Linked DNA regions of Mus musculus: region 1 is linked to region 2. A link is a contact called in public HiCAR-type data. All regions are on one chromosome and are shown on one strand. The core of a region is the stretch at or near the end of the contact, and the rest is flanking DNA. Distances in the headings are between cores, read along the strand shown. Region 1 has its middle 210 kb from the start of 1810046K07Rik. Region 2 holds the start of 4933407I05Rik (RIKEN cDNA 4933407I05 gene).

Region 1 (6,720 bases), core at 3,690-6,189, 380 kb after region 2:
ATCCCAATTTTCCAAGTGTGGAATTTGTTGTACTGCTGTGCTACACACAGCTACATAAACTCTGTCCTATCAATATTTAATTCTGGTCGTTCATCTGTCCAGTTTCCTCTGCCCTGTATGAGCTCAAGGCAGTCATGTGTGTCCAAGCACGAATATTTCATCAACACCAGCTTGGGTGTGCAGAATACTAAGCATCTTCAGAAAGAAGTTCTAGAAATTGTTCAAGTTCTTGATTCAATTGTCCCATTAGTGTATGCTAGAAATGGTGTTTACATTCTCTTTAATAAAATGCTAATTACTTATCAAATAGGATGCCATAGTTTAAATTATCCATTTTCAGATCTATCCTAATTTATAAATTCTTCAGACCTGTATATCCTATTCTTCTTTGAAATCACCATGATTAGTGCAAAGCCTAACATATTATATTCTTAGTACAGTTTATGAAATCCAACAATCAAACAGTCAGCCAATAAACCATATGCCGAGTCCCAGAATCATACTCATTCATGAGGAGGGCCATAGAATGACAGTATCCTGGACCTGTTTTGTACAACACACTTCTGCTCTGTGTAGCACCATGAAATGTCAAAGGTTTCCATTTGGTCCACAAAATCCTTGCTTTTGACATCACTTTGATGCATAGTCTCTAATAAGTAAATATAAAACAAACTCTCCTTCAGTATTTCTACAAAAATAAAGATCTTGTGTAAAGAGACAATATACAGCAACATCTGTGGAGCTGTCAGCATAGGTAAGGGACAAGCCACTGCTATTGAAGTTTTTTTATCAAGATAATATCCTCTCCATTAAGCCAACATCTATTACCCTGCTTTAAGGAACTTTCTATGATGATCCCTGCAACCCAAATGCTGCTTCATTTTGAAAGCATTTATTTGCCTTCAAATATAAATTAGTAAGGCCCAGCAGATGGTAAGTGCTAAATACACCGTTGTCAATTGAAAAATTATATCCATAGATATTGTGGTGGACAGATCCTCATGTGATCTTCAAGGTTCTCTCCTCATGGTGAGCACAAACTGTAAATCAGTTATGGGAAAAGTGTGTCTACTGCAGAGAAAGCAAGATCTGTGAAGATGAAAGATAGTCTGGGACCACCATACAATAAAACTGAGAAATTACTCTTTTACACAGGGTCTTGATATGCAGCCTAGGTTGGTCTCAAACATGTTCCTCCTACCTCAAGCTCCACAGGGCTAAGAGTGCAGATATCAGTCAATGTGCTTGGTAAGATGGAGAGATCTTACAGGTGGGACTAAGGTTTTTATATTAATTATGAAAAGTTATCCTGCACAGATCACTCTTAGTTAGGGTTTCTATTACTACAACAAAACACCATGACAAATGAGCAAGCTGTGGAGGAAAGGATATATTTGGCTTACACTTCTACACTGCCGTTCATCTCTGAAGGAAGTCGGGACAGGAAAGCAAACAGGGCAGGATCCTGGAGGCAGGAACTAATGCAGAGGCCATGGGAGGGGGGGTGATTACTAGCTTTATACATGGCTTTGCTCAACCTGCTTTCTTGTAGAACCCAGGGCCACAAGTCCGGGTATGTCACCACCTACCATGGGCTGAGCCCTCTTCCACTGCTCACTAATTGAGAAACTACTTTATAGCTGGATCTCATGAAGGCATTTCCTCAACTGAGGCTCTTTCCTCTTTGATGACTCTAACTTGTGTCAAGTTGACACACAACTAACCACTACAGATCTTATTTAATGACTAACTAAACTGGTTACTTTTCCGTTGCTGTGATAAAATGTCATGACCCAAAGTGACTTACAGAAGAGAAAGTTGATTTGGCTCATGGCTATAGATAGATAAGAATCCATGCCTTGGCAGGGAGTCACGGCAGCATTTGGCAGGCATGGCATCAGTATTAGAAAGTTAAGAGATCACATCTCAACCACAAAAACACAAAGCTGAGAGAGAAACCTGGAAGTAAGCCAAGGCGATGGACACTTTTCAGAAACACTGAGGGAAGAGTGTTGTCCTCAGAATCTAACTGTAAAAACCTGATCTTCCAACTCCCCTTGGGTAGTCTAATGTACCCATAGCTAAGGATGGCATATTGGCAGTGGACGTTTGCTCTTTTTTTGGCTTTTATGAGATATAAGACCGCCCATGTTACAAATTTAGTACATTTGCCATGGGGGCCTAAGGGTCCCAAGAGGAGGGTTGTTTTGTGGCAATGGCCCTCCAATTTTTACCTTTGGCCTACCTATTTTTCTACAGGGGTGATATGATGTCTTCAGATCAAATGTCTACCAGAGGCCATGCTTATGCTGTGAAGCTCCTAAGAACTATAATGCAGCCAGACACACCCCTCCACAGATTGTTGTATCACAGGGAGAAACTACATCTAGTTCTTCGAGATGTCTTGGGCATGACTGACTCTATTCATAAATCCCAAGCCTTCAACTTTCCTCTATCCATTACTCTTTTTACTTGATGAATCTTTTATTATAATTGAAATAGCTTCCTCTTCTCCAACCCATCAGTTCCTACAAGAGATTTCTTAACGCCATCCCACAAGGAAACTATTTCTTCCACAACACTCTCAGAAAGGAGCAGGTCCTCCAGTCTTCCACTGACATCATCCTTAGGAACAAAATGATTTGGGCACAAATTTCTAACAGTGTAGATGGATAGAAATCCGAGGCTAGGTTCCTATCTTCTACAGCCATTTGCACTGTTACATTAATAGCTAATGGGTAAGCATTAACTCGATCATGAGCTTTACATTCAATGTATATAATAAGAAAGAGTTCAAAGATAAAAGTTTTATTTTCATGTTATTAAATACTACAAGATATGTCAAGCAGCACCAAATTTTTGCTTTTCTTTCAAGTATAACCTCCTGGAGGTCAAACGTTTATATATTTTTCTCTAAATTACATTACCAGAACCTAAAGTATACCAGGAAAATAATTAGTACCTGGTAATAAATATGCACTCAAGTGACAAATGCACAGAAGAGTATAATGTGAGAGGGTAATGCCTGTAACCGTTCCCAGCTGGTGCCTAGTTTTACCCGTGTAACAATACTGAGCTGGTGAAAAGCTCCCCTCCATAATACATCAGGAATGCAAGTGACTAGAGGTTCTTTTATCTTATCCCTGTGGTTCAGAGGGGTTTCTATTGGCACTAGAAAGAGTAGGGACAGAAGTTATAAGCTAGAACTCAACCACATGGCTATACCTTCCTGAATAAGAAGCTAGGACATTTCTAGCTACACCCAGAAAAAACTGGCAATGCCCTATGGTTATGAATAGCTAAGTAGCTTCTACACTTGGGATGGTGAAAACCAGATGCCATGTTATCTCCTAAAAGAAAACTGCTTTTGCCCACATAGAAAACATCAGTTGTATTATTCTCTCTTCTTAGTGTATAAACAGAAACATGTATTAGGGACCTACCTTGGAGTGAATACAACCACCTTGGTCATACAAAGTCATTAAGATAGTTGTGTGATGTGATGAACCAGGCACTGCTGCCATGCTTTGCCTCTTCTTAACTGACACTAATTATTGAGGAAAGACAAATATTTCACTCATAGCCAATTTTCTCAGCTTAGTATATGAAGTGTTTCCCCCAGAAATCTACCTCTCTTCCTATTCCCTAGGATACACCTTTACTCAAAAGTCCATAGTAAGATGCACTTTGTGCAATACTAGACCTGTTTGTTTGTCTGTCTCTCTCTCTGGTCTTACAGCTCCTTGTGACTGGCTCTTGCACACTAAGCCTGGGATTTTCTAAGGTAGCATGTAAAATGAACACTTGTCTAGCATGGAATACAGTTTCTTCATATCAGTACCACCATCGACTGTGCCATCAGAGCTAGGAAAAGAGACATCATCTGTTCTCCCTGCTACCCCAGGCAGAATCCTTCCACATGGCCTAGATAAGGTCATATGTGCTATTCTCTCTCAGCATATAATTTAAATCTGGCCTCCTCTCTTTGACTATGTTGTCTCCTTAGTTTTTGGGTACAGGTTGTTAACTTTAAGTGATATAGCACATTTTGAGATGGACTTGAGCCCACTAGTTTTCTAGTATAATTGATTCAATTTCCTTCTTGCACTGAAGTTGTGATTCTAAAGAAAAAGTTGCTAGATTCTACCTCAATTGAACAAGTGAAAACAAAGGAAGACAAACAATGAAGCCTTTCCTTTCTGTGGAATCTCCATTAAGCCCTAAACTTACTAAGGCTGGCATTTCAACTCAACTTCTACTATCACCCTACCCCAAATCCTGAGGGAAGATTTACCTCTAACTCTTTCTTCTGTATTTTATCTTATTCCATTATTCATCATGTTGGTTTATCCACTGCTATTGACTCCTATAAAACTAGACTCTATTTGGTATTATCTTGCTTGCTTGATATCCTGAATACCTGTACCAGCTTCTAGTATAAACTGGATAACCTTTAACTATCTCAAAAGAATGTGAACTCAAAGCGAAACAGCCATCCCATGAATTTTCTCTCTCGAGGTTAAAGGAATATACCAAAATTGGAAGTAGAAGTGAGACTATTACATTCTAGAACCCAAACACATTCTTTCTCCCTACAATACTCTAGAAATTATCACCACTGCCACTATCATCATCATGATCATCATACAGCTAGTTCTAAACTACCTTTAATTTCCCACATACATAGTTCAGTACTCTTTGTTTGCTTTGCCTCAGGAATGTAGCCACCAGACAGCCCAATTTTGTGAGATCTTGTTTCCCAAAAAGTTCATAGAGTGTTCCAAACTTGTTGCTGGAGCCACTGTGTTTCATCTTTAAGTCTTTAATCCAACTGGCTCACCAGCTTCCAGGCACAAATGAGTCTTCTTGAGACAGGGTCAGGATGCCACAGAGTTCAAGGGTGATTTTGCATCATCAGAATCATACATGGCTCTATTGAGCAATTACATTTCACACTGACTCAGAATCGGGGCTCTAGTCTGGGAATCCAAGGGAGTGAGAATGAAGATCTCTTTTTACTAACATCCCCTCCCCTTGTAAATCTGGTGAGTTATTCAGAGTCGGTTCAGACTCTAAATGTCTGGCCTCTGCTTTTCCTTCCCACTTAACCTCTTTAAGATCCATGTGGTCAATAGTTTACCCGAGATATATGATCCCTTCGACCCCATAAAACATGTGATGTTTTTAAGATGTTTTTGTGAAACACAACTTTCTTTCTGCTTTAGGAAGTTCTTTTAAAGGCATGCATTCTTAGTTTTACTTCTTCCCTGATATTTAATGAGGCATATATTGGCTCTTGTAGCATTTCATTTTTAAAGGAATTTTAAATATTTTTATTAATTTTTTGGTAATTTAATACAGTGTATTTTTTATCATACTCACCCTCTTCCCAGATCCACCCCTTCCATAACAACCCAACTCTGTCTCTTCATTTTTGGTAATCTCATTGTGTCCAATTTGTGCTGCACACATACTCTTGGGAGTGTGGTTGACCTCCCAGGGGCCACACCCTTAAAGAAAACTAGCTCATCCCCTCTCAGCAACTCTCTGTTCCCAGCTGTTCCTTAGCCAAGGGTGGGACTTTATGCCCAATCCCACCCACCGTCAAACTGGAATTTTGTCTGGCTTGAATTACATTTTACTTTTTAAAAATAACAACAGTTTCAAACTCCATACCAGTAATTTACTTTTTTTGGATAAAGAAATGAAAACTGAAAAAGTTCATCCCAAAGCCACACAGGCTGCTAAGTGACCTGCAAAGTACCTGAGCCTGGGACACAAATCTAATTCTATACTGATAAAAGCCTTTGCATTTTACGACGTGTTAATTTGTTTTGACCTGACCATTTTGATGCCAAGGAGGTCTTGATAGGGCTCGCAGGCTGAGAGAGGGAGGCAAGCTTACACACAGCAAAGAAATATGCTAAAATATTTCTTCTGTATACATTATTACAAATATAAAATACAGTGTTTATAGATAATATAAATAATTTATAAATATACATGTTTATAAGTATATACAAAATAATATGTATAATTGCATAGCAAATATATAATACATATTTATATAGTAAATATATAATGGTATAGCAAAGCATGAAAACATTGTTTTATATTTATACTTATAAATTACAATACTTAAAAAATTTGCTATACCATTTTAACAAGGCTTTCTCAAAACATGCTGCTTTCTTCCACTATTCCTCTGCCATGAACTCATAGTCTATACAGAACACAAACCTGAGAAAGATCGCTTTGGAGTGATGTATCCCAGCCACTTTCTGTCACCACTGAGTAAACCTGAGGAATGACCTGCTAAAGATGATGAAAGTTGGTGGTGTAAGAACCAAGTCTAAAGGATGCTCCTGACTCCATACAGCTCTGCCTCACACAACCAGCTTTGCCTTGCTCTGTCCAAGCTGCCTCTGCCCCCTCAACCTCATGAGAACCAAAGAACACATCAGGAATCTCACTTCACAATATTTGTCCTCCACATGATGCTAAATTCACATTACGTGTCTTGCAATGGCATAAAATTTAAACACGTGTACTCAATCTACTTTATTAAGTGGATAAAATTAAGTTTCACTGAGAGAAAATGAAGTACATTTAGAAAAATAGAGTAGAAAGGAAGATACCTTTAAAGCTCAATTACCAAAAATTTTTAAATAAATATGATTATTAAGGAAAATGACTGTTGAAACATTCTAAAAAATTAGT
Region 2 (6,272 bases), core at 2,513-5,012:
TTTAATTAATACAGTTATCTTATGTATCCCAGGCTGACCTCAAATTCCCTATATAGCCAAAGATGATACTGAACTTCTGATCTTCTTGCCTGTACTTTCCAAGGGCAGGGATTATAGGCATAGGCATGTACAAGCGCATCTAGTTTATGTGGTGTTGAGGATTCAACCCAAGACTTCAGACATATTAGAATGCAATTTACCAACTGACACACACACACACACACACACACACACACACACACACACACACACACACACGTCTGTCTATGTCTATGTCTATGTCTATGTCTATGTCTATGTCTATGTCTGTCTATGTCTATGTCTATGTCTATGTCTATGTCTATGTCTATGTCTATGTCTATGTCTATGTCTATGTCTATGTCTATGTCTATGTCTATCTTCCTCTTCTGATCTTTCCAATTTTAGTGTGCAGCCATGTTTGGTAAGAAATGTTTGAAAGAATTACAGGGTTGGAAATGGAGAGGAGCCTGGGGAGAAGAAGGTCCAGCAACAGGCCCAAAGTGGGCTCCAGCTCAAGGGGAGGTCCAAGTCCTGACACTATTACTGAGTCTATGGAATGCTCACAAAAAGTGATCTTTCATGACTGCTCTCTGAGGGGCCCAACAAGCAGCTGAAAGAGTAAGATGCAGTTATTTGCACCCAACCAATGGACAGAAGCAGCTGAACCAATGGACAGAAGCAGCTGACCCCTGTTGTTGAGCTGAAGAAAGCTGAAAGAAGCTATGTGTCTGATGAGGTCATTCCATGCTTGCAGTCCTTACTGAATGGTGTCACCAAGCCATCTGTGCCATCTTAGAAGTAGTTGTTTTCTAGTTAGCACCTCTGAATCCTGGTAAGGTTTTGGGAAGTGTGGGAGATTGAGGGAGCCCCATTACTACTTCTTGTTGGTGCCCTTTGGAGCTTTCTACTCCACAAGCATCTTGGTTCAGCGCTCAAGGACAGCACCATTTCCTGACCAGGACTACTGCGTTGGCTAGCTTTATGTCAACTTGACACAAGCTAAAGTCACCTGAGAAAAGGGAATTTCAAATGAGAAAATGCCTTTATAAGATCAGGTTGTAGACAAGCCTATAGGACATTTTCTTAATTAGTGATAGATGAGGAAGTGCCCAGGTCATTATGGTGGTAGCATCTCTGGGCTGCCAGTCCTGAGTTCTATAAGAAAGCAGACTAAGCAAGCCATGGAGAGCAAGCTAGTAAGCAGCACCCCTCCACAGCCTCTTCACAGCACCTGTCTACAGGGTTTTGCCCTGCTTGAGTTCCTGTCCTGATTTCCTTCAATGGTGAACTATGATGTGGAAGTGTAAGCCAAATAAACCCTTTCCTCCTCAGCTTGCTTTTGGTTATGGTGTTTCATCGTGGCGATAAAAAACCTGACCAGGACAACTACCAAGATGGAGATTCAGTGACCTCCTTAGACTCGGATTTCTATAACGACTTTGCCAGAACAAGTCAGCAGCAGAGCAGAGCCACGTGAGGAGAGTAAGCTCTGGCCTCCACTTAGGCTGCTTTCTTGGTCTGCCTGTTCCTGTCTATACTTGTGATCCATGCCTGGTCCCCACCCACTATCCCTGGCAGCCCCTGATCACCCTGTGCCCCTCTCAGCTGGGATTTATACTCTAGGGACCTGGTGTTTGAGCCTCTCTGTCGGAAACCTTGAAAAGCAGCAAGTCTCAATTCATCTGGACAGTGGGTAAAAGTATTTGTACTTCAGTAATATCCCCATATGTTTCTAAGGTGTAACTGGATTTGAGGTCTATTGCTTTAGGACGGTGGTTTTCAACCTTCCTAATGCTGTGATTTTTTTTTTTTTAAATACAGTTTCTTATGTTGTGGTGAGCCTCAGCCATAAAATTGCTTTTGTTGCTATTTCATAACTGTAATTTTGCTGCTGTTATGAATTGTAATATAAATGTATAATATCCAGGATTGCCTTTGGCAACTCATGTGAAAGGATTGTTCAGCATCCCCTGCCCCCAAGGGCTCATGACCCACAGGTTGAGAACTGATGCTCTAGGAGATGGCGGTGAAGAATTAAGTTGGAGAGAGAGGCCAGGGCAAGGCGGAGGGAGGGGAAAGGGGGAAGGAAAATTGAAAGAGAAAATTGCAGCCATATGAACGGACTGTTGGTACATGAATATGAATATTCATATTCATGCAATGAATATGTTGGTACATGAGTGATATTCAAGTGTAACATGTATTTTATTTTCAAGCTCAGGTGGAAAGCATCTGGGATCTGACTCAAGCAATGTCCAGGTAGGCAACAGGGCACAGGAGGTTCAGGGGACTATAAGGTCAATCTTAGCACTCAGAAAGCAGGCCCAGCAGGGAACACAGGTCACATGAGCCCAAGGCTCTGTGGTGGTGAGCGGAATGTATCCAAGATTACTTTGTTGGTGTCTGGGAAGCTGAAGGTCAGAATACAACCCCACAAACTGGGTCAGAGGATAGGAGATGAGGTAGTTGCTCCATCTGCAGGGAGGAATGGTATAAACAGGACACTGGTACAAGTTTCATTCTGGGTTGTTCCTATAGAAGTGATTCACACAATTTGTTAACCATTTCACTTGTAGCACCTATCATTAGTGACTGCTGGAAACTAGGAGGCTCTCAAATATTCTGCAAATGGTGTTAGCCTGTAGGCAGTATGTCATATACATTTGTAAGCAGCAAGGTGGGGACTTAGTCTCCCCTTGTTGATAAGAGGCAGGTGCTAATATCCTCCGTTCTGCATGCAATAGGGTGGAGCGGGATCAATTAGGGCTGGCAGACAGAGCCTGCTTATTCCTATATTGTGAAGAGAAGGTAAACCAAGGAATGGCTAGACCGCCCTATCTAAAGTTACTCTCTTAATGTGGAGGCTGGCAGACTTCGCCAATATGTCCCTGCCACCCTCTGTCCCTGCGAGATGAAAACCCTATGCACCATTCCTGAAAGTAAAAAGCCCAGGGCTATCTATGTTGTTAAAAAAGAAGTCAGCAAACCTAAAAAGGCAGAGATCCCCCCTTTAGACACCTCCAGGGCTCCCCAATGCTTTCTTGACAGTTCACATCCTAGCCAGATAGTTCAAGGATGGCTTTTCCAATTTGGAAGACTGTCTCTACATCAGGAAAGTTGGAATGAACTTTTGCTAAGACAGCCCACGGAATCCCGGACAGGCAATCCCTCCCACTCCCAGCATGCCTGAGCCAATGGGAGGGTCAGTGAGTCAGAGAGGTGGGGTTTTCCTTCCAGGGGCTAAGTTCTGCTTCTATCCTGCCTGCCCTTGGCTTTTTTCTCTTCAGGTTAATGGGATCTGTCAGCTTGGTTTGTGCTTGTGCAGCTGCGTGCACACAAGCCGTTCCCCTCTTCCCATCTGACGGTTGGAGGCCACCCATTATTATCAGCCCTTACTGGTTCAGAGAAATAGAACTTTAAGACAGGCTTCCAGAGAAGTTCCGATAAATCAGTCGCTGTCGTCAGCTCTTTCTGGATGGTGGCCACCGCGGTTACCTAACTAGCCACTCTATTTCCATGCTTTTACTCGTACAAGCCAGGCTCTTCACACCTCAGCCTGAGTGAGCTTTTGAAAACCATAATTCCCTCATGTCCCCTCCTGGATCAATACCCCGTAGTGGCTTTCTTCATCTCTCAGGCTAAGATCCAGGCTCCTTGAGAGGGAGGCTCGGGCGGCCCGGTGACTTTAGGCCTAGCTGAGACAATTTCACGCAGACCTGAGATCTATGGACCTCAGAGATTGTGGGGGTGGGGGTGGGGCGTTCACACTGTTCTCTAGGCAGATGACCTCACATAGGTTACTACTTGGAGAGCTCTCGCACTAAGAGATTACATTACAGAAGTCTAGTTATAAAACAGGGTATAATATGAAATGCTGTCTTGAGGATAAAAATGTAAAGGCTGATCCCAAATTGCACATGAGTTCAGGATTTGCGGGGAGTCTGGGGACACTAGGAGAAGAAGGCTTCATCTGTATGGCCATGGGGAAGCCATTACCCACGTTGGGTTAAAACTGTCTAGTGGACTGTTTGAGACCATCCATGTCCTTGTCAGTAACTCCCAATAAACTCATTGTTTCCCCAGGATGGACTTGGATGGAGTCATACTTTGATTTGGTGTTTGAATCAAAGATGGATGCAATTCATATCACCTCCGTGGAAGAAATGTTCATGAAACTCAAGTAATGTAGTTTCTTTCGTCTTCCTTTAAAAACTGTGGCACAATAAACTTGTTAGTTTTACCACCTTTGCCATTTCCAAGTATATAGTTCAGAGAAGTGTTAAGTGCTATGGGTGTTTTATACCCATTACTTTTATCTATCTGCAGAAGGTTTCCATCACTTGAATTGAAATTCTACCTATCTGATAATGACAGCCCATTTTCCTTCCCCACGAGCCTATGGTGACTAGTGTCTTCACGTAAGTGAAAGCACACAGTATTTATCCTCCTGTGTGCCTGTCTTGTTCACTCAGTGTGTCTTCACAGATCCCTTGTTTATTTCCTCTTGGAGAAAGTCTGTTCAAGTTCCCTGCCAATTTTTAATAAAGCTACCGCTTGATGTCAGGTCACAGGAGCTCCTCGTGTATTCTGGACTCCAATCCCTCATTAGATATGTGCTTTATAAACATTTCCTCACTTCTCTGATTTGCCGCTTTTGTTCTTTTGGTAGAATCTTTCGATATGTTCTGGAATGAATTAAAAAAAAAAAAAACCAACGAAGCCTCATTTGTGTGTTTTTTTTTTTTTTTTTTTTTTGCCAGTGCCTGGGTCACAGTCATTAAAGAAATAGTGCCAACACAGTATAATGAGAATGCCTCCTGTTTTATTCATGGTTTTACAATTTTAGTTGTTACTCTTAGGTTTCTGATGTGCTTGAGTTAATTTTTATAAATAGTATTAAGCAGAGAAACAACTGCTACTACTGTTTCTTCTCCCTCTCCTTCTTCCTCCTCCGTTTCTTGTCCTTGGTTTGAGACAGGCTGTTCCCATGTGACTCCAGCTGGCTTTGACCCTTCTGATAAATCCTCCCAAGTGCTTGTACTGTAGGCAGGTGCCACCATGCCCAGCTCAATGTCATTCTTCTGCACTTGGGCTCCAGGGTTTCTAATATAGATTATTGAAAAGGCTGCTGTATCCTCTTAAAAACATTTTTCTTCATCAACACATGAGCCAAGTAATTACAGAAGTTTTATCTTTTTTTTTTTTTTTTTTTTTTTTTTTTTTGAGATAGGGTCTCTACATGGGTCTGGCTGTCCTGGAACTTGTTCTGTAGACCAGGCTGACCTTGATCTCAGAGATCTGCCTGCCTCTGCCTCCTGAGTGCTGGGATTAAAAGTGTGTGCTACCATGCCCCACTGTGTTGAATTCTTATTGAATGGTCATAGAACTCTTGTTGGAATCATGTGCCCATACCTACCAGAGTTTATTTATGGCTTTCAGACCTTTCCCATTGTTTTGTATATCTGTCTTTATGCTCCTGATATACTATTTTGATTATTGCAGTAAAATGTGAAATTAGGAAGCTTGATTTAACTTTATTATTGTTGCTGTTGTTACTATTATTTTGGTTGTTAGCGCCCCTTTAGATTCATGTCAACTTTAGGAGCTTTGTCTATGATTACAGAAGCAATGTTGTGATTTTGAGAGGGATTCTGTCATTGTAGATTGCTTTGGCTATTGCTGGCGCTTAACAGTATTAAATGTTCCAACCCATGAATCTGGGATGCCTTTCCACTTACTGTTGTCTTATTTAATTTCTGTCAAAGTGTTCTTCACGTTCCTGAGATAGGTCCTTTATTTATATCCTTGACTAATTCCTAGCAGTTATACCTGGAGCTGTTTTCTTTATTTCTTTCCCAGCTTGTTCATTGCTAGAGAACACATTACAGCAAGGCCGTGAAAGTCCATACTGGATCCTTCAACTATGCTGGGCTCACTTATTAGTTATGATTGTCATTCATGAGTGCCAGTTTTAATGCTACATTAATTTTTATGTATAAGATCATATTGTCTTAGGCACACAATTGAACTCTCTCTGTCTCTGTCTCTGTCTCTCTCTGTGTCTCTCTTCTTCCCTACTCCCCTTTCTTTCCAACCCTCACTCTTTCCCTCTTGTTCTTGCGGTGCTGAGGTTTAACCGCAGAGGCTTGCACACGCCAGGCAAGAGCGCTACCACGGAGCTACATCCCTATCTGTTTCCTAATTCTTCTACCTAAAACTTTCAATATAATGTTTACTACAAGTGATGAAAT

What was found. HiCAR-type assays count read pairs that join an accessible place to other places.
Region 1: a contact with region 2 is called in a HiCAR-type map of fibro-adipogenic progenitors, with 6 times the contacts expected there. The contact joins the enhancer-like site here to the promoter of 4933407I05Rik in region 2. A contact is called at or near these places in 7 of 484 Hi-C or Micro-C datasets (cerebellar granule neurons, embryonic stem cells and nephron progenitors), 1 of 115 datasets of contacts at active chromatin or transcription factors (fibro-adipogenic progenitors) and 1 of 9 other capture datasets (embryonic stem cells).

What each region holds. Positions count from the first base shown.
Region 1 is chr9:51,537,305-51,544,024 of GRCm38.p6, reverse strand. No RefSeq gene overlaps it. Among named protein-coding and RNA genes, the nearest start is that of 1810046K07Rik, 210 kb to the right of the region's middle. Within about 2 kb of position 4,939, at least 11 of the 459 cell types and tissues checked have an H3K27ac peak or open chromatin away from gene starts, as enhancers often do. A contact at or near this core is called in fibro-adipogenic progenitors, where this site is marked.
Region 2 is chr9:51,911,919-51,918,190 of GRCm38.p6, reverse strand. It overlaps 4933407I05Rik (RIKEN cDNA 4933407I05 gene), which reads right to left and starts at 3,762. Exons shown (of 3, transcript NR_040731.1): 1 at 3,632-3,762. Gm6980 (a long non-coding RNA gene) reads left to right here. Exons shown (of 4, transcript XR_870743.2): 2 at 1,354-1,503; 3 at 2,243-2,280; 4 at 4,105-4,715.